Linked DNA regions of Mus musculus: regions 2, 3, 4 and 5 are each linked to region 1. A link is a contact called in public Hi-C and HiChIP or PLAC-seq data. All regions are on one chromosome and are shown on one strand. Each heading gives the region's core, a stretch centred on a gene start, on an enhancer-like site or on the middle of the called end of the contact. The rest is flanking DNA. Distances are from core to core; before and after follow the strand shown.

What was found. A called contact is a pair of places that touch in the nucleus more often than the background predicts. HiChIP or PLAC-seq counts read pairs in DNA pulled down with a chosen protein or histone mark.
Region 2: an H3K27ac HiChIP or PLAC-seq map of SST interneurons shows a contact between it and region 1, with 5 times the contacts expected there. The contact joins the enhancer-like site here to the promoter of Pbx1 in region 1. A contact is called at or near these places in 6 of 39 promoter capture datasets (the 3T3-L1 cell line, 3T3-L1-derived adipocytes, cranial neural crest and 2 more), 2 of 484 Hi-C or Micro-C datasets (embryonic fibroblasts and neural progenitor cells), 6 of 115 datasets of contacts at active chromatin or transcription factors (SST interneurons, astrocytes, embryonic basal ganglia and 3 more) and 1 of 9 other capture datasets (embryonic tail).
Region 3: an H3K4me3 HiChIP or PLAC-seq map of embryonic basal ganglia shows a contact between it and region 1, with 2.5 times the contacts expected there. The contact joins the enhancer-like site here to the promoter of Pbx1 in region 1. A contact is called at or near these places in 2 of 39 promoter capture datasets (hippocampal neurons and liver), 3 of 115 datasets of contacts at active chromatin or transcription factors (embryonic basal ganglia, embryonic forebrain and heart atrium) and 1 of 9 other capture datasets (adipose tissue).
Region 4: a contact with region 1 is called in an HNF4G HiChIP or PLAC-seq map of pancreatic cancer cells. The contact joins the enhancer-like site here to the promoter of Pbx1 in region 1. A contact is called at or near these places in 7 of 39 promoter capture datasets (the 3T3-L1 cell line, hippocampal neurons, liver and 2 more) and 3 of 115 datasets of contacts at active chromatin or transcription factors (craniofacial prominence, embryonic limb bud and pancreatic cancer cells).
Region 5: a Hi-C map of cortical neurons shows a contact between it and region 1, with 2.8 times the contacts expected there. The contact joins the enhancer-like site here to the promoter of Pbx1 in region 1. A contact is called at or near these places in 1 of 39 promoter capture datasets (hippocampal neurons), 8 of 484 Hi-C or Micro-C datasets (cortical neurons and uterus), 5 of 115 datasets of contacts at active chromatin or transcription factors (astrocytes, embryonic basal ganglia, embryonic forebrain and 2 more) and 1 of 9 other capture datasets (liver).

Annotation. Positions count from the first base shown.
Region 1 is chr1:168,430,648-168,434,946 of GRCm38.p6, forward strand. Pbx1 (pre B cell leukemia homeobox 1) reads right to left here and starts at 1,522. Exons shown (of 9, transcript NM_183355.3): 1 at 667-1,522. The coding sequence starts at 857.
Region 2 is chr1:168,909,016-168,913,341 of GRCm38.p6, forward strand. No RefSeq gene overlaps it. Among named protein-coding and RNA genes, the nearest start is that of Mir6354, 110 kb to the right of the region's middle. Within about 2 kb of position 2,691, at least 3 of the 459 cell types and tissues checked have an H3K27ac peak or open chromatin away from gene starts, as enhancers often do. A contact at or near this core is called in SST interneurons, where this site is marked.
Region 3 is chr1:168,167,155-168,171,190 of GRCm38.p6, forward strand. The region is part of intron 8 of Pbx1 (pre B cell leukemia homeobox 1); the gene reads right to left. Among named protein-coding and RNA genes, the nearest start is that of Gm51671, 180 kb to the right of the region's middle. Within about 2 kb of position 2,522, at least 18 of the 459 cell types and tissues checked have an H3K27ac peak or open chromatin away from gene starts, as enhancers often do. A contact at or near this core is called in embryonic basal ganglia, where this site is marked.
Region 4 is chr1:168,784,849-168,788,787 of GRCm38.p6, forward strand. No RefSeq gene overlaps it. Among named protein-coding and RNA genes, the nearest start is that of Gm34320, 55 kb to the left of the region's middle. Within about 2 kb of position 2,148, at least 11 of the 459 cell types and tissues checked have an H3K27ac peak or open chromatin away from gene starts, as enhancers often do. A contact at or near this core is called in pancreatic cancer cells, where this site is marked.
Region 5 is chr1:168,062,234-168,066,269 of GRCm38.p6, forward strand. No RefSeq gene overlaps it. Among named protein-coding and RNA genes, the nearest start is that of Gm51671, 280 kb to the right of the region's middle. Within about 2 kb of position 1,973, at least 5 of the 459 cell types and tissues checked have an H3K27ac peak or open chromatin away from gene starts, as enhancers often do. A contact at or near this core is called in cortical neurons, where this site is marked.

The sequences.
Region 1 (4,299 bases), core at 272-2,771:
GTGATGGCAAGGTATTTTCTTAGTATCTGACATCTACTAACACAGAGCTACCTTGCTTTTTGTGTTTGTTTGTTTGTTTATTTTGAGTGGGGAGTGAGGAAAAAAAGACCAAATAATTATTATTATTATTATTATTATTATTACGGAAGGGTAAGTGAAGAAGAAAAAAAAATCAAACTTGCTGAATTAGCTTAGGAGTCAGCGGGATCTGCAAATAAAGTGTTCTTGGGACATTTTTTTTTATTTTGTCATGTTCCGAAGTCCCTCAACTACCGAAGGCATGGAATGCGGCTCGGAACTTGACAATTCTGCCTCCTTCATACACTTTTTTAAAGCTGTAAAAAAGTGCCGAGGGCCGCTTTCGGATTAGTTGGCAGTATTTTCGGCGTGGCTGCGTGTTTTTGTGCATTCATACAAATACCTCTAACAGACACACTCGCACAACATCTATCTACACACAGCCATATCTCAGCACGGGCGATCACACTTTCGATAACAACGCTTCTTTAAATTTTACTCCTCCGCCATAGAGTTGTTTGTCAAAATGAGAAAAGAAACAACATTTTAGAAGAAAGCGCTGTGGTGATTCGGTTCCCATTGTTTCCCCCTGCGAGAGGGAGGGAAAAAAAAAAAAACAAGAAAGGCAAAGAAAAGCCTCCATCTCACCTGGCCTGCGCTTCATCCAAACTCTGGTCTGTGATGGTCATAATTTGCTGTAAAATGTCCCCGATGTCCTGCTTCCTCCCGCCCTCCCCCTCGGTCCCTCCGGCCCCATCCTGCAAGTGCTGGGACAGGCCGGGGTGTCCGGCCATCCCGACCCCAGCGTGGGAATGCATCAGCCTCGGCTGCTCGTCCATCTCTGAAGGCTCCGGCAGCCCCGGCTCTTCCTCTTCGGCTCCTCGGATCGGCGCCTGGGAAGCACCGAGGCTTTTTATCCTTCAAGCTGTCTTCAAATCCTTTTCAGGATAAACAGGGACCAGGGTTTTAAAAAAAGAAGAAGAAGACCAAAAGGGGAAAAAAAAAATCTCTTTGCCTCTTTAGAGGATGGTGGGAGGATGGGGAGGGGGAGGGGGGCGTGAAGGGGTTGCGGGGTGAGGGTGGGGATAAGGGCTGGTGGGGAAGGGTGTTGACTCCAAAAAAGCAAGAAAAATAAACCACCTTCCCACTTGGCGAAAAGAAATCAGAGCCGCCTTTGGGTTTTTCAGTCCGATCTCCTTTGCAAGGCAGAAATGGGCTCCCGGCGCTTAAATCTGTGGCTTAATCCTTTTGCAAATATGCATTGATCGGGAGAAAGGAGAGGAAGGCAGGGGGATTGCAATGCAAACTTTCCCCCCCACCCCCCGCTGCCCCCCACCCCCACTCCGGGCCAGAGTGATCTCAAAGGGGGTGGGCTGTAGCAGAAGCCAGATCACCCCCAGCCGTGGCGGCAGGCAAAGCCCAAGCTCTTTCCTCCTCCGTGTCTCTGCAAACTCCAGCAGCCCCGTCAGCCTCCTGCTTTTGTTTAGCCCAGGCTCAGGACTCCAGAAACATATACAGAAAAACCACAGCCTGAGAGGAGGAGGAGGAGGAGGAGGAGAAGGAGGAGGAGGAGGTGGAGGAGGAGAAGGAGGAGGAGGAGGAGAAGGAGGAGGAGGAGGAGAAGGAGGAGAGGGGAGGGGGCCGAGGGAAGGGGGGAGGGAGCGGAGAGGCCAGGAGGCGGGGGTCAGAGGAGGGAGGAGGGCTCTTGAGCCCCGCCCCCTTCTATGATTGGCTAGTCCTGAAAGTGGGCTCCTCCTCCCCCTACTTTCCACCCAGCGTCTCCTCCTCGGCCTCCTTCAGCTCCTCCTAGCCCGGGAGTCTTGTCAATCAGAGTTCAGAGGTGGGCCGGGAAGGAGGCGGAGCTATGACCCAGTCTCCAGTTCTTAAAGGCGCAGAGAGACCTTAGCTTCAGCTCTTGTCTGCTTCTCTTAGGCTCCGTCCTTGAGGGAAACGTGGCTCCACTTAAACGCAAGACTGTAAAATTAACACGAAAGCACACAGACGGTGTGGATCCCTCCGCCCCACCCCTCGTTCGTCTACGCGGTGACGCTGCGGTAGTAAACTTGATTCTCTGAAATCCTTAGACCTCAGGGAAACTGTTGAAAGCAAAACTTTGTTATATGACGTAGTTAGTAAATAAAATCGGGCTGCTAAGATAATGAATAATAGATCAAAGTCTAGGTAGTGGATAATTTGCAAATCCTCAACTCTATGCCAGCAAAGAGAATATAAATTGTCATTTTTGTGGCATAAACAGTAGCTGAAGTGTGGACTTTGAGGAATAAAACTCGAGAAAAATACTAATAAATAAGTTTACCAAAAAAACCGAATTCAACATTTCTCTTCCCCCTGAGGGAAGTTGGTTATTTGGCTTAAACACTTAATAAGGGATTGCATTATCACAGTCTGGTTCTAGTTTTTAATATAGTCTAATAAGCATTAATAACAGGGAGAAGAAGGAAACTGACATTTATTGAATGCCTACTATGCACAAAGTAATTTACTTGAGTTATTGTATTTAATCCCCAAGACATCTCTGTGAATTATGGATTATTATTCTCATTTCACAGAGAGGAAACTCAAAAAGGTTAAAGAATTTGTTCAAAGTCCATAGTTATAAAGTATCAAAGCTAGAATTCATACCCAAGTTTGGGTGGATTCTTAGCAGGCCTCACACTTAACAGCTCCATGTGAATGTGGTAAAAGTTACTTGCATGTCTGTTGCTTGTCTAGCTTGCAAACAGACTTAAGACTTAGAAGAACAGATCTTAAAACAAGAAGGCTGGGATTAGAAGTAAAAGGAAGTAAATGAATTAAGAGAAGCCAATAAGGAGTTAGAGCCGGGGTAAATCCACACATTTACCTTTATTTTCCTTTATTCCAACCAACAGTAGAACCTGATTGGGCACTTGGTCTGAATACCCATAAGATAAAATAACACTCTCGTCATTTAGAAAAATTCTGGACTTCTTGGGACTATTCTTCTGTGTAGCCATCAACCCTTTTCTGGCGTAGATATAGTGCCAAAGGAGCCACTGCCAGCCTCAGTGGCACCAATCAGCAGAATGGGAAGCAGCCACCTAGCCAAGCACTTGGAGATCCTCAAATAGAATTTTATCTTTTTCATCAATCATTATGCAAACATTTGGCAAGATAAGGGGCCCTGAGGGAAGCACTTCAAAGCAGCTCTTAGCATGCTCATTGGCACCACTGGTAAAAGGGCATGCAATAATGCGTATTAACTGTACTGACAAATCCATATTACTTAATAAAAATGGCTTTATTCACACACATATCTCAACTTGTAAACTCTTGGTTTAATCAACACTTATCAGAAGTTGAGTAAAACTATGTACTTAAGTCACATGTCAATCTCGGCCCATGTGGGCCAAGACATAAATCCCTTGTCTCTTACAACATGAGGTAGGAGCAGAGCCTATAAAGAAATCAGTTTTGAAGCAATTGGTTCTGAGTCGTGAATCTCATAAAGTGTTGCCAGGTCAAGTATTAAGAGAGGTATCAGTAATACCATAAGATCATTATCATTGAGGCTCAATTTTGCTATGGGAATTAAGGATGTGTACAATATTAATAGAACAAATAACTAATATTTATTGCTTACCATGGTATTTTTCCTGTTCAAGGTACTTAGGTCACTACAACTCATTGGTCTCAATTCTTATGCTTTAAACTGTGACTCTATACTGTTGCCCAAATAAATTACAATATAAATAATCGGTACACTAGAAAAAGCACACACTGCAGAAGAGATGAAAGAAAGTGAAGATCCACTTAGAGTAAGCGCAAGTGGGCTTTGAGGCAGTTTGAAGGACAGATTGGTTCTGGAAGGCGGGCGGGGTTCACAGAGGCTTCAGGGTGTGGACACAGTGGAACTAACTTTAAGGAGGTGTGACTGCCCAGGCAGCGTTGTGCTTTCTCCCATGGAAAACTGAGGTCACATGAGTGACTGCTTCAAGCATGGGAGCAGGAGGCATGGCTAGTTATACAGTTGTCCAAAACTAGCAGGTCAATGACTCAGGCTGCACAAATCGTCTGAGAAGGGGAGACCAGGTTAAATCCCATCAGCCAAAAGGCAATAGAAACCGGAAGGCAAGGACAAGGTTGAGATGGTATCAGGATGGTACCACTGTGAGAGCCGACTTGGTGTGAGGGAGAAAGATAAAGGAAATGGCTTCCAGTGTGGAATAGTGCAGCATTGATACAGTCATAATTATAGCTGTGGATACAATGTATCCGGGGCTGATACATTAGCACTTCATT
Region 2 (4,326 bases), core at 1,441-3,940, 480 kb after region 1:
CATAAAGACCAATCATGTGTTACAGCAGAGGGCTGTTAACCCCTTTTAACCCAAACTCACTTGGATTAGCAGTCACAATAGACAGGCCTTGGTCCCCGAGAGCTCTGAGTGCCTGCCTGCCTTTTTGAATTCTTGATGTTCAGACTGACGAATCTCCCTACACGTCTATGTTTGGTTATGGAAGCAGTGACAGCCTCCCTTCTGGGACACAACTTGGTCAGAAGTCTCTGCCCTTTTCCTGAGCAACATCCTCCATACTAAGATTATCTCCTTGCATTATCAATGCCTCCAGCTACTTTATGAGCGCATTGGAAAGTGGTCTATGACAGTGTTCCCATCAGATCACAGATGACGTGGAGCATCTACCGAGTACAAGCAGTCACTCAGTACTTGTTTTCATATTGAAGTGACGGTATCCTTATTATTTCAGTGAAATTACAGAATAAAGAAGACCCAGGGAGCCTTCTGACAGTCATCCAATTATTTACCCACCCAACATTTAGGGAATGTTTTATGACATAGCTTTGATGTGCATGATATTGGGCAAGGTAACAGGAAATCATCGAGAATCAGTCACAGATTCCTTCTGCCTTATGCTTGGGGAACACAGAGATAGAATGAATTGGATAAAGGATGGTTCTGGTCCTATCTTCGGGATAGTGTGTGACTTCAGCATACTTGAGTTTCTTCACTGCCTGGACCTAATCCTGGTGATTTAAACCCTTGTCTTTAGGAATGTGCCTGAGTACTCATATTCTTTCAAATTAGTTGAACCTAATATACTGAAGGCCAGGATTCAAAGTGATGCATATACTAGGGGTTTATAGTGGTCTAATGTACTAAATCTAAGTTTCTGTTTCCTAAATGATATCCAAGGTTATAGTGACTAAGCCAAACTAATGTGGTAGCATTTCAATAGTGTAATAGATGAGGATATTGTAATTTAATTTCAGGTAATAAGAAAAATTCAAACTACAAAATAAATATAAATGTAATATCACAAAATACAAAACCTAATACTTTACCTGGATACAAATTTACCTGTAAAAGTTAAGGAATCCTAATCTTAAAATAGAAATACAACATACATTAATGATAACAATGAGAAATTAAGCATAAGGGCCTAAAGATTTTTCCCCCTAAAATATTGAAGTATCTTAGAGAGTCCTTACTGTAAATGAAGGAATCTTACCTTCATAAGTACACAGTAACTGCCTTTCCTTTTTCTTCTCTGACTCTACCGATTATATGGGAATCACCAGTTGCTTGGTATTATAAGCTAAAGAAATAATCACCTGAAAATAATAGCAAATGGAAATGAAAACAGTTAGGCAAGATTATAAAATAGAAAACACTTGGTGTCTTTTTCACAGACAATTCAGAAGTCTCTGTAAGAAGAACCATATATCTAAACATATCTATCTATATCCATATCTATCTATCTCTAGCTCTATAATCTTCTGAAAATTGTCATTAAGTGACTGATTCTCTTACTCTAGCTTTATAAGAAATAGCTGGAAAACAGAAAAAGAACTATGGTGACAGATTACATACAAATATACAATGTGGGGTGTGAGTGTGTGTGTGTGTGTTTGTATGGCTTAACTAGTCTGGCTGACCAGGGAGCCCAAAAGATTTGCCTTACTTCTCTCTCATCTTTTTTTTAATGTAATAATGGGGATCTGAACCAAGACTTTATGCTTATATGGCAAAATCTTTACAAACTGAGCCATCTCTTACATCCTATTTGCCTTTTGAGGTCTGTTTTTATTTTCATTAAATTTTACTTTAAATTTAGCTGGATTTATTTCTAAAGCACCAAGTTAGAATTATGTTTCTATTAATATACCTATCCAATCAACTCTTGGTTTCCTACAGAAGTGTAACACACCCCAGACCAGTGTCAGGGCCTGGGATGAGTAGTGGATTAGGTGAGCCTGGATCATTTGTTTATCTCCTATGGACTTAGCTGATTCATTTAAGGAGAAAGTGAATGCAAGAACTCAAAGGGACTCAAGAACATTAATTGAAATGGCCTATGTTTTAGGGTTTTAGACTACTTTGAACATATTCCAAATAATTAGAATCAATGTAAAACTCAAGCTCCAGATCCAGAGGTAAGATAAGGGACTAGAAACGGACAACCTATAGTCCTTGTCACAGTATGCATACTACAGCATCATTACATCTGCCACTGCTAGACAAATAAATCAAGAAATGAACACCCCCACACACACCCACCCTTAGGCCACACAGGAAGTATAAGGAATAAAATGTCTCTGTGGAAGAGAAATAATGAACCCTTCAATATTCAGGTTGAAAAATAAAATTGCTTCCCAAAATGACAGACTTCAATCCAAGCCACCGAAGCTCCCTGTGGGTGTGAATGAAGAAGGAAATGGCTACTCGGCAACTGTGAGCGCAAAAGAGGAGCAGAGTAGCGGAGAGCTGCTTTGTGAGTCAGTTCACGTCTGGCAACATCTGGTTGTGTCTCATCACATTGCAAATTTATGGCCGTGGAGACAACATGTTGATGTTGATGATCCTTTACGGAGAGAAGTCTGAGCTGTGAGCTCCTGACCAGGGCAGTGAGGATGCTTCGCAAAAAGAAACACGAACCATCCAAGTCTGACCAGGGCAGTGGCAGGGGCTCTGGTTGTTTTCTCTCATCTGCCAACTCTCTGGCTTGGGTCAAACAGACAAAGGCTAGGGTTGCTGACCCTTCCTAGACAATGTCATGGATGAATACCGAATAAAGAGGACTCACTGACAAAGGAGCAGAAGGTCAAAAAAGGAAGGCCTGACTTTCCCCAGGAGAAACCCACTAAGATGTAGCAATGGCCATAATGCTGAGAAATCAAGAAATGAAGCCTACCTATTGGAAGCCAAGACTGGAATATTAATTAAGATTTAAAATGGAGCACCCATCAAGTTACAGAGCAATTTTTTCTCATTTGCGTTTGGGCACGTGGTAACTTTCACTTCTCGTGGCAGCCGGGCTACAAGATGACCTATGTTCCAACTCCTATCATAATCTTTTCACACACAAAAAGGGAAAAGAGAGACACTTTCCACAAATGACACTTGAATAAAAATTTAGTATTTTAAATTGACACACCCCACCCCACACTGAACATCAAGTTTGGCTTGAAAATCAATATAAGTGAAGGATGACTTTATTTCTGTGGATTATAACATTTAAAAAGTCTTATTTTTGACAGTGTTTGTAAAGAATGATTATTTCTGTAGATCTCTCTCTCTTGCACACACATATATGCACATTCACACAAAACAAACATACTTTGCAAGAATGAAAATTCCATTTTTTGAGCCAAAAAAAAATCACACAACATGAACTGTGGCGTTGAGGATATTTCTTTCTGGAGTGAGTTATGAAGCCTTGGGGGTCCTAGTACTGTCATTTTCTAGGCTGTGGTGGGATCAGGTCTACATATTGATAAGGAGATGTGGTACAGGAGAAGCAGAAAACCTAGCATTCCTAGAATGATATAGTCTCACCTATAGTAGAAAGAGTAAGGTGGGAGGAAATGAACGGGGCAGGGTGTGTCTTTTTCATGATTTACATGCATTGTCATCCCTACGTAAGCAAACACATAACAAAACCATGTAGAAGAGAATTCACAGTAAAACATCCAATTGGTGGCAAGAGGTCACTGGGCAGAAATACACACACACACTAAGAAAATGAAGAAGTTTGCATGCTATTACTTTTTCATCTGACCAACATAGTCCCTTCATCTTAGTATTAATCTTGGAAATTGTATTCATTAGAAGAAATTAGAAGACAGCAGGTTTACTTTCTTCAAAAAGTAATCCATGTGAATTAGACAAACTGCCACCCCTGACTCATTTTCTCAGATGGTCTTCACTGGTAAGCTGAGGTAACACACTTCCCTTTGAAAACAGTTAATAAGCCAACAATATCTATATTAGTCACTTGTACTTGTTGCCATGACAAACTATCATGGCTCAAACCAAATAAGAGAAGACTTTATTTTGGCTTAAAGTTCCATGAGGCTCAGTGATCATAATGGGAGGAAGAGAGCCATGAGAGTAGAAACAGGAGGCTGAGAGATCACAGTTCACCTGCACAGGAAACAGACAGAGAAGAAGAAGGGTGAGGCTATAAACCCCCGAAAACCCACCCACAGTGATGCACATTTTCTGAAAGCTCCACCCCCTAAAGGTTCCATTAGTTCCCCAAACAGTACAATTACTGGGGTCTAACTGTTCAAATATGGAAGACAGTTCCCATTGAAACCAAGAGAATATCTAATATTAGTTACATGCAAACGACTCAATTTA
Region 3 (4,036 bases), core at 1,272-3,771, 260 kb before region 1:
CCAGTGGGAACTTCTTTTGGCTTTGCTTGTCTAGGTATCCTCGTCTTATGGAATCTACATCATCTTTCAAGGTCAGGCTTGATAGCTATCCCCCTGCAGGCTTCTTCAAGATGCACTATCATGCATTTCTCTAGATTGGACTCCACTGACCTTCTGACCTTCTACCCTGACCTTGAACCATGCCCAGCTTTTCAGATCTCCATGGGAACACTGTCTTTTTTCATTCTATCTTGTGTGCCACTTACTAGAGATACAAGATACAGGGATAGATAGAAAAATGAAGGAGAAAAAAATCTAGTTTCTAGTATCAAGGATTTTATAGTTTTATGGAAAATAGACATTTGTTTATATATTATATATATATTAGATTGTCCTAAGTGCCAGGTCAGAATAGTATATAAGAATGTCATAGACACTCTGGACTGTCAGTCTGAAGGTGAATAGAACACAGAGAAGTAAAGGAGTGGAGTAAAGAGGTTTCCAAACAGAAAGAGAACTCTAGCCAAAGGCTCTGTGGAATCCAAACGTGGCCAGGGGGCAGGTGTTGGAAATAAGGCTTCGGACACAGGAAACTTGATCGCTGGACTTGAAGAGTCCATGGAGATCTTGCTTTGACATTTCTCCTTAGTGAGGGGGTAAATAATACAAGAAGGCACTTGAAGGCGAGGGACCTGTCTAACGCAGCAGCTTCTCAGAGAAGCACCTTTGTTACATGAATGAAGAACTGGTGCTTTGAAAGCTGCGCCAGTATCCTGACCCTAGGAAGATGGGGCCCTGGTTGCAAAACTATGTGGGATAGGTCATTTGGTTACCCTGGACGACAAATACATATTGGCATCGACACAGAGATCAATGAGAACTCATTCTAACTCCTCAGGAGAGGACACTAAATTGACCAAACTTAGTCCCCATCATGGGATAATACTCTGAGTGCTTCAGACAAGGGGCACAGGGGCTAGGTGACAATGTACAGTCATCATTTAGAGTTGGCACTCAGGGGTGACCTGCTTTGCTGTTCCCTAGTGAGCACCTTTTATCCTACCTTCATCTATCATGAAGACCTGGAATTAATAGTGCTACATAAGGCACGGAAGACAGAGGCTGAAGCCAGCTGTAGTACTCTGAGGCTCGCACAGAATGTGCGACACTGTACTGTTTCAGGCGTAGGATTGCTTTCTCACCCCTATTAAAAGTACAAGTAAAACTATTGTACAAAATGTTTCTATGCCACATAGCTGCACAGGGCTCCTGAGTCGAACTATATAGTAAGCAGAGGGTTAAAACTGAAAAGTCAGTTCTTATTTAACTTTCCAAAGATTATCCTGATCTTCTGGCAAAGAAAAATAAGCTCAGCTTGATTCAGCCAAATAGAGATGTTTTGGTGAAGAGAATTCTATTTATAGCTGAATAAACATCCTTTATCCTCAGAGGTGCACAAACCAACACACACACACACACACACACACACACACACACACACACACACACACACACACACATCAATACAGCAGTCAAAAAAAAAACCAACCCATATACACTTTTGACATTTCCTCATGTTTAAGTTTTAAGTGCCACAGTTTCAGAAATTACTCATGACATTCAAAGAACCTCCCCTGTCCCCACACATATCAATACAGCAGTCAAAAATCATATATTTGTTCCACAGTTCCTGAAGTTCGAGGGCCACTAAAATAGGTTTAGAAATTACTCATGACAGCCTAAGACTTCACACATACACACATAAATACCAGGCACAGGCACAGGCATACACACACACACACACACACACACACACACACACAGCTATAATGGAAAGCAATAGGTATAGTATGTAAGAAAATGTTTACTGATATAGCCAAATCTAGGTAAGTCAAGCAAAACATACATTTTTAAAACTCTTGGGATAAATGATCCAACTGGCTGATCCCACATTGAACTGAATTCTTCATTTCATTTTCATAACCTTTGATTTTGCTTGGCTTTGGCTGCCAAGTGTATCATTGACTCAGGGTACACACAGATATAATGTACACATTGCTGTGATGATGGTGGCTAAGCTGGGAACACACACAGCCTGGACTGTGAACGTGCCCTGGCCCTGTAAATCTTGAGGCTATTTACTGTCACGCAGGAAGCTAAACCTCTTACACTTTTCTGACCATCCAAGAGACAGCAATTACCCCAGATTATCAGACCAACAATGACATGCCGCGTAAAGAGAGACACTGAGCCAACTCCACATCCCAAAGACTGGCATATTCAAGTACACTTAGGACATTAATAGCAATTTACGTGCCATCACTGAGACAAAGCCACAAAGGCTTCGCTGGCAGCCTCTTATTTTGAAGCCTATTATTTGTGGGAGTTACAGGCTATAATCACAACAGAAACTTTCAAAACCCTTATCTTCTGTGACGCACCAAATCTATTTCAGAGCCGTAATTGCTATGTCACTGGAGAGTCTGCTGCTTAATGCACTCAAATGCCATTTAGTGTTTGCAGGGTCATTACAGCTAACAGAGGGGTGGGGGCGGGATATAGTGGGAACCCGAGGGGGAAGAAGCAGGCAGACAGTGTGGAGGGACATTAGGCACTATTGTGCCCAATGCACTTACAGTGGATGTTGTTGTCGTTATAAGAAAATTCCGCTTACTGTTGAAATGAGAGTGAGGGCTTGGGATAGTCTATGGACTCAACAATTTAAAGTTCAGCAGCTTTATTCAGTCGATAGTCCATGGATGCTGGAAGGTACCTACTTGTATTCTGAGGTTCGCATCTAAGCATAAAATGGTCGAGCTTCTTAAATCACATCCCCCCGCCACCCCCTTTAGTTAATTACAGCAATTTCTGCAGTGGAAATTTTCCAGCTGTCCTGATGGATGAGGAATCTGCCTTGGCCTTTCTAGATGCTGTACTATGGAAAGAGAAGGCAAACGGTCTGCATTCAGGAGTCTAGAAAAGTGTGCCGCTTACTGATGGTCAAAGAATACGTATGGCAGCTGATCTAGAAACAGACATAAGAAAAGCTGCAAGTCTCTCAAAGGAGCACTTCCTTGACCCCAGTCTAGCAAAGGTCATAACAAAAAGGGTCCTTAAACATATGCAGCGTCTATTTCTTCAACCAGGTTATGAACTACGCAAGGAAAGACTTAATTTATTTGACTTAGTCAAGTAGGTATAAGGTATATCTTCAAAGAAATATCCTTGAAGATACTTAACCTATATTTAATAACCTATCTTTAGGTTCCTTTGAATAATTTTTAAGTTCCATCTTACAATACTGAGTAGATTTTATTTAAAAAAAAACAACAGGTCAGACATACTGAAGATGTCAAGTTACCTCAGACCTCTGGGAGTCAAGTGTTCTACTCAGCTTTTCTCTCTCAAGATCCCAAAGAGACCGAAAAAGACATAGTGACTCATTCTGAACCTGCCTCTTTCATTTGGAAACACAACTTTATCCCTGAAGTGTTAGCTAAGTTTGGAAGTTAGTATCCTTACAGTATGGAAGTCCTTTGAAGTTGGTGAGGGATAAAAAATGAACATGAAAAAAAAATCCAACATCACCACTAATTTAAAAAAAAAAGTAGAAATTAAAGCAAAACAGTTCACAAAATCTGAAATGCTGTCGGGCATTATTATTGAGGGTGTGGGGGAAATTCTAGTTATAAACTGCTAGTAGGAACTACAACATAATAGAACTTTCCAGAAGTAAAGTTTACAATACATTATTACAAAGGCCTTAGACATGTTCCTATCCTTTGATGTCACCATTTTTTTTCTAGAAATTTATCCAAGGAAATAACAGAAAACATGTGTTGTATTTTCTAAACCAGGAAGCCTACTGCTGCGTTATTAATAATACTAAAAAATTATGGACCTGCCCTGTAACATGCTCCTACGCAACTATTTAAAGTTATGTTTGAGAAGGATGTTTAATAATATGGAAAAGTATGCATAACATATTTTTGGGAAAATAAGTAGGCTACAAAATAACAGGTAACTCTTGTACACCCACATAAAAACATACACACAA
Region 4 (3,939 bases), core at 898-3,397, 350 kb after region 1:
GAGATAAGAGCTGCTGCCCTACTGCCCGAAGTAGAAACAGCACCATCTGACAGACAGGCTGAATTGAGTCCAGTAAACAGATTTTTAGCTTCTGGTTTCCAGAACTGTAAATGAATATATTTTGTTAAGGTACCATACTTGCGGCAATTTATTACAATGTAACAGGAAACTGCTGTCCTACACAAATGCATTTAGAAGAAGAATGGATAGCTGTTTGGGGTTGGAATAGATATAGCATCCTGGCATCCATTTATCTACCTACTGGGAGGAATGTTTTCTGATCGTTTTTATGTAGCAGTTATTTCCAGGGCCAAATGACATTTTTTTTTCCAAATGAGATTTTAATCCTCTCCTCTTTGCCAGTGAATATGCAGTTCATTATAGAAGTAATAAAGACACGATCCAAAGAGAAAAGCAGAGTAAAGGCCAGGTTTGAGAAGTTTGGAGAAACCACATAGCCACAGCAGCAATTTGAAGAATGCACTCTCCCAGAAACAGTCAGGATTGAGAATAGGATTAGAGTATGTTCAAAAGATAAGCAACGGGCCACAAATCAAGGAATCTGGAGAAAGAGAAGCAGATGTGGTATAGTCTATGTGATGCAAAAGGTAGGAGGATAGAGAGCAAGTAAGAAGTAGACGGCTCTGCCCCATCCCAACACCGAGAAAAACGAGAAGTACCAAAGATGCTTGCTCACTCACTCACCTAGCTATAGTACTAGCTGGAGAGGGACTGGTACTTTTAACGCCATTTTCAACGAGTGCCCACTTACCTTTGCTGTCCAGATGGAACTCTAACTTACAGAACATGCCAAGGTGCGTTCTACTGAAGTGGCTTACACAAACTAACTGAGATTCAGCTAATACCCCTGTGGCAATTCATATTGTGCAGAGTAGGGAGGTCAACTAGAATAGTCTACGCTTTAGATATGGGTTGCAGGAAGCCTGACTCTCCCTGCTTATGCTACATGCTGTATAACCCATAAGCACAGAAATGACTGAAAAAGAAGAGGGGGTTATATCTTCTGAGTGGAATATTCCCTTTTGTAATATTGACAAAATCTACTAACATGATTTTTTTCTATTTTTATTTTTATTTTTTGGGAGGAGGGGTCAGGTTCTCACTATATAGCCCTAAGCTGACCTGGAACTCTCTCTGTAGACCAAAGTGTCCTCAGATTCATAGATCTACCTACCTCTCCTTCCTGCATGCTGGGATTAATGGTGTATGTTACCATGCCAGGGTACATCCTGATTTTTCATGGAGAATTCTCCAGTTTTTTGACTCTGTATTTATTCTACTTAACCAAGAATGCTGAGACAAAAACCCTGTCAACATGAACCCTACGCTCTAGGAGACCAGAAACCTGGGTCTCTGAGTAATTTTACTAGGTCAGTGCCCTATATTTGACTCCTCCACGTGCTGACTCCCTATGCTGTGGCCTGTCAGGCTTTCTACAGATGCTTGTAAATAATTTTTCATCTGTACAGCAGACAAAACCACCAAAAAATCTTTTGTAAGCTGGTGAAGCTCATTTTTTTTTTGAGTCTTCCCAGTCTATCTTGACAAGGACAGCGTCTGACCTGCAAGATGGATTCTGACAGAGTCTGTCGGCAGAGCTCAGAGGCACAGGACCAGGGACCCCCACAACTATGGAGCACAGAGACCTAAAGAGACACTGCCTCCTCATAAGGACCAGGAGACACTGCAGGAAGAAGCTGGAACTTTGCCCGTGAACCTAATGTGGTTGTGGGTATCTGTAAGCTAAGGAGGAGAAGTGTCCCAGGACGTGGAAGAGTCCCTGTTAAACTTCAGTGGATGCTGCTGGCTGAGAGAAAATCATGAGAGTGTCTGAGTCTGTGAGACACAGGGAAAGGGGAATGTGTATGATTACAGCACAATTCTATTAAGAAAAAAAAAGTCGGGCCTGTTGTACTGAAGGGTTAAACTCCCTGAGGACTTTGCTTGGCCTTGACTGCCCACATCCCAGCCTCCCCCGCCACTTCCTCACATTTCTGAGATGTCCCTTGTGCCGAATTCTTATTCAACTTCAAACTGACAAACTGTTTTTAATCTTTTCCTTCCATCCAGCCTGGAGATTGGGAAGCAAAAATCAATACCAGTTGGCAGGTGATCAAGCTGCCTCAGACTGGTGTGAGAAGAACACAGAGTCTGAGTGCAAGAGGACAGGGGGAGGGATGGAAGGGGGGCAGGCTGGGGTGGGGGTGGGGGGCTGCTGAATGGAAAGGAGTTTGACTAAGTACCATGAATTACTGGCTGGAGGTCCAAAGGGCCCCGTGATTTCTATGGCCTTGAGCAGGGGACCTTGGGAATGCCATTAGAACAATTAGGTCCTGAGCACACAGATGTTGAGGTGCCTTTAGAGAAAGAAGAGAAGGAAGGGTTTTCCTGAAGCTTGAGTGGAAGAGAGGAAGGGAAGAAGGAAGTTGGGAGGAAAAGCTGCAGGAGGACTCAGTCTTTCTGTAGCATCCTTCAAGTAGAGGCTTGACAACACCACCACACCACAAGGCTGATGGCTCCTTTTAAAGACAAGATAAACATTGGCCTAACTTAGTTTTCAAAATTGTGCTAAGACTCTCTGGAATGGGATCACAGGGGAGACTGTAACAGGAAACCTTCAAGAGGAAGCCACCTGACCCATCTTTGCTCCTTTTGCAGTTACCATTTAGCATCTCAGGATCAGCCTGTGGCTGTGAGATCTGAACTGGTGCTTTATAATACCTTAACCTTGCTTCTAGTACAATCCATAATGGCAGAACATTGTATGTGCATCTGTATGTGTACAGTGTGTGTGTGTGTGTGTGTGTGTGCAGTGTGTGTGTGTGTGCATGCATGCATACGTGTGATAGCTTGAGAACATGTCTATGGATACTATATATGTGCATATGCATGTGTATGTATATGATTACATGTATGGAGTATGTATGGTCAACATTGGATATGCTTTCTCAGAAGCCACCTGCCTAGTCACTAAGACCTGGGGTCGTCTGCTTTTGGTAGGCAGGTAGTCAGGGATTCCCCCATGTCTCTTGTCTTCTTAGATCTGGGACTGCAGGTGCATAGCATATACCCAGATTTTTATTTGAGTGCAGGGGATCAAACTCAGGCCCTCATGTTTACACAGCAAGAACTGAGTTTACTCCCCCCCCCATCCCCACCCCACCTCCTGCATCTTTAGAATTTGCTTTGATTCAGGGAGAACACACTGGGGTAAAATCACCTAGAAACCCTAGATGATCTAACAGAGTAAGCTTCAAACTGGAAATTTTGAGGTTTCCATTTCCATTTCTTCTTCTGATTTAAAATTACTCTTTACTTTGCAACCCTTAAAGAACTAAGGATCCTAGCCTAATGATAATGTTGCAGCTTTTTAAAGGCTTCAACTCAAGCCAGGATGCTCCTTTAAATTTTGACAAGATAGGTTTCTCTGATAAGGAGTGGCAGCCACACTTACCCATGGATATAAGGATAAGACCTAGAAAGTAGTAAGGGCTGTTCTAACCATGTGGCTGTAGTAGATTATTTTCCAAGGTCCATGACATCATTAGCCTTCAGAAGCTTGCTAAGTTTCCAGTCAAAGTATTATTTCCTTCCTGTTGAGTGGATAAATCTAATTAGACAACCATTGGTTGCCACAAGATGTGAGTGATATTTATTTTCCTGTATATCTTGCCATGCAGGTAATTTTGGTTCATATACACTTTCTATAAACAACAGTACCCAATAAAGGATAATACAAAGAAAGAAACACACAGAAATAGACTAAGTTGTCACATACCTTCTAGGCCATGGGTCTGGGACTGAGTATGGTGGTCAAGGACTGTCTATTTATGAAGCAAGGAACAACAACAACAAAAAATTGAATCACATCCTAAGAGAAAACTGGACCCAGCCTCACTATTTGAACGTAGGGAAATG
Region 5 (4,036 bases), core at 723-3,222, 370 kb before region 1:
AATATTCCATTGTGGATATGTACCACATTTTCTTTGTCCATTTTCTGGTTGAGGGACATCTAGACTATTCCCAGTTTCTGTCTATTATGAACAAAGCTGTTATGAACATAGTTGAGCAAGTGTCTTTATGGGATGGTGGAGCATCTTTTGGGTATATGCCCTTATGGCAGTATAGCTGCGTCTTCATGTAGAACTATTTCCAATTTTCTGAGAAACTGCCAGATTGATTTCCAGAGTGGTTGTACAAGTTTGCAACCCTACCAGCAATGGAGGAGTGTTTCCCTATCTCCGTATCCTTGCCAGCATGTGCTGTCCCTTGAATTTTTTATCTTAGTCATTCTAGTTGGTGTAAGGTGGAACCTCAGGGTTGTTTTGATTTACATTTTCCTGGTGACTAAGGACTTTGAACATTTCTTTAAGTGCTTCCCTGCCATTCAAGATTACTCTGTTGAGAATTCTGTTTATCTCTATACTCCAGTTTTAAATTGGGTTATTTGGGCTGTTGGTGTCAAACTTCTTGAGTTCTTTATAAATTTTGGATATTAGCCCTTTGTCAGATGTAGGATCGGTGAAGATCCTTTCCCAGTCTCTAGGCTGCCATTTTATCCTCTTGACAGTGTTCTTGGTCTTAGAGAAGCAATTCAGTTTCATAAGGTCCCATTTATCAATTGTTGATCTTAGAGCCTGAGCCATTGGTGTTCTGTTCAGGAAGTTGTCTTCTGTACCAATGAGTTCAAGCCTATTCCCCACTTTCTGTTCTATTAGATTTAGTGCATCTGGTTTTATGTTGAGTTCTTCAATCCACTTGGACTAGAGTTTTGTGCTGGATGATAGATATGGATCTATTGCATTTTTCTAGAAGCAGACATACAGTTAGACCAGCATCATTCCATTCTGAGTGAGATAACACAGACCCAAAAGGACATGCATGGCACTCACTTATAAGTAGATATTAGCCATAAAATACAGAATGCACATGACACACTCTAGAGACCCAAAGAAGCTAAACAAAGAAAAGGCCCAAGCACCCAAGTGAGGATTCTTGAATCTCACATAGAAAGGGGAAATAAAATAATTTGTAGGAGGCAGATGGAGGGAGAGAACTGGGTGGGAAAGGGGATGGGGAGGAAAATAGGCAGGTGGTTCAGGATCAGGGGTGGAGAGACAGGGGAGATTACCAGAAGGTCAGAAGAATGAATGGAAATCAGCAATTTATGGGGGTGGGTGTGGCATCTCAAGGATGTTTAGGTGTGAAAATATATACTATGTTTTAATGTTTGTTCATCTTAAGAATTACACAGGGTTGGTGGGATGGCTCAGTAGGCAAAGGTTCTTGCTGCCAAGCCAGGCAATTTGAGTTCAATTGCTGAGACATGGTGGAAAGTAGGGACGGACTCTTGAGTAAGTTGTCCTTTAACCTTCACATGTGCACACACAAACACATGTGCATACACATACACATGTGGGCACACACACAGCTATACACCCACAATTTTATCATGGATGAGATGCTCTTAAGATTGTCTAAAGTATGAAAGTAGACATGAGTTTAAGTAAGTTAAGATTTCTGTGAGTTGATAATTACTAAAGACAGATGAAGCACACTGTACAGTTTGTTATTCTATTTTGTGAATATGCTTGAATTTTTCATACTAATTTGTTTTTTATAGGTTTTGGCCATTGGAGGGTTTTTTGTTGTTGCTGTTTGTTTGTTTGTTTTGAATAGCTTAGTGAACAACACTTTAAATTTTGGATGACATAGAGAACATTGAAGGTTATATTAAAATTCTTCAATGAAATGCACCAGTTCCCAGGGCAGAAATGGCATCTGGATGCAGCAGCGAGACCCACTTGTTTAGACCCCAGGATAGAAATTACAGTGTTTGTTTAAACCCAAACTGAACAAACCCGACACTGTGAGAAAGCACAGACTTCCTTACCCACATTGTTGGCAGAAGCCCCTGCCTCAGCGGGTGCGCACATCTAGATTCTTGGATGTTCATCAGGACCAGATTGAGTCTTTAGGGCTTCACCCATCACCAAGCAGAAGGATATTCATGCTTTCCTCATCACATATGGCACTGGAGATTAAGGCTTCCTGGTGAACATCTTAGCCTTTGGCAGTTGTGGAGAGCACACATCATTTGCTTAAGGCCAGTGGGTGGGTCCAGCTTAAATCCCCCAGTAAGCTTCCCTTTCCTATACAAGAAATGCCAGGCTTCCAAGCTATGTGGTTCTTGGCATGAAAGAGCTCCAGAAACCTTCCCCTCTCCGCAGCATGCCCCTGCAGTCAGTTACCCAGCCTCTTACTACGAGTGCAAACCTTCAAGGGGACTGAAGAGATGGCTCAGTGTGGTAAAGTACTTGCAGAGCAAGCAGGAGGCCTGGAACTCAGACCCCCAGACTCCACACGAACAACAGGCAGGTTTGGTGTCCTGCTTGTTTTCCTGTACTTCATAGGCAGAGATGCAGAGAAAGGCAAGCCAGGAGCAAGCTGAGTTGCTAAACTACCTGAAGTGTGATCCCTGAGTTCAGTGAGAGACTCTGCCTCCATTTATAGAGCAACTGAAAAAAAACACCCAACATCAAACTTCAGCCTTCTCACAAGCATGCACACTGCATACCTGCACACTCATTCAATTATGTATACGAGGGCATGCATATACACAGTTACATACCACACATTTGTGCGCCTGCACACACACACACAAACACACACACATCTCTGCTGAGACATCAATAGTAATACAAAAACATGGGCAGCTGCACTTAGGAGTTGTACTCAGAATCTCACAGGAGAATAAAGGCAAAGGCAACTTAAATTATGTTTTTAATATCTCCTGATGTTGTCCTACTATTTAGAAAAGATCCTAAATTTACATATTAATCACTTGAGGAAAAGGCAAATCTACCACCATTATCCCATTTCCCTATCAATCACAGAAATGCAACTCCATCTCCCATCGTTCCAGCACACTAGAACCCCCACTGCCTCTATCTTTCACTCTTCATCCCTACCTCCTTCCTGAAGTTGGACTGCTAAGCCCCTACTCTTACAAGAAGCCCAGATCCTGTTGGAGTAAACTTGATACAAAAAGAAAATAATTTAGCCCAGATTAGACTTGAACTCTCACTCTGCCTCTCCCTAGTTCTTGGATAGCCTTTAAATTTTTCCATTTCCTGTGTACTGTGTGTCAGGATACCCACAACTCAGAATAAGAGAAGGGAATGAGTGAGATCACATGTAAAAAGACTGGTACAATAGCTGATGTACTAATATTGCTCTGTAGCTTTTCACTTCCAAATCCAAATCTTATAGCCTGTTTTTTGGTTTTTGTTTTTGTTTTTTCCTTTTTCTTTAACAATGAAGATGAGCCCTTTAAACACTTCTCTACGGCCAGCAAACACAATGTTTTGTCAGTAGAGGATGCTAGAAGAACACAGTTAGAGGGTGGGATTTTTCCCCTTGGTTCCTTTGTGCTCTCTGGCAGTCTCTTTACCATACACAGCTCCCGGAAAGTGCTCAGCTCCTGCTGTGCAAATGTCTTTCCTAGGGCAAGGTTACTGCGGGGTGTACAATCACCCTAGCACCCAGTTTCCAAAGAGTGCATGACCTCCACAGTGCTGCAAGCCTACAGCATAAACAGCTTCTCCAATGCCCACCTCCCGCAGCAGGGAGAAGTTATCCTGAGCCTAACTCCTGCAGTGAACAGATTCTCCAATGTCCTACTTCTGCAGTAGACTCGATGCCTAGCAGACTACGTTAGCACCACCTCAAGTGTCTGCAATGGAGGACACTTCCCAGACATCTACCCATCATAAAGGACTCTGGCTGATCCTTTGTCAACTTGGCCTGATCCTTGACAGCTTCCCTCACTAACCTGCAGGCTGAGTTTCTAGCAAAGCCCCCCTTCTTGTCATCTCAGTGAATTCATTATTCAGGGAACCAAGGAGATCTCTTTGGCTTGGGGTTGAGGGGGGAGCTTTTCATGAGTACGTTATCAGTCTGAGTGGTAGTGCCTGCCACCTTTATCTG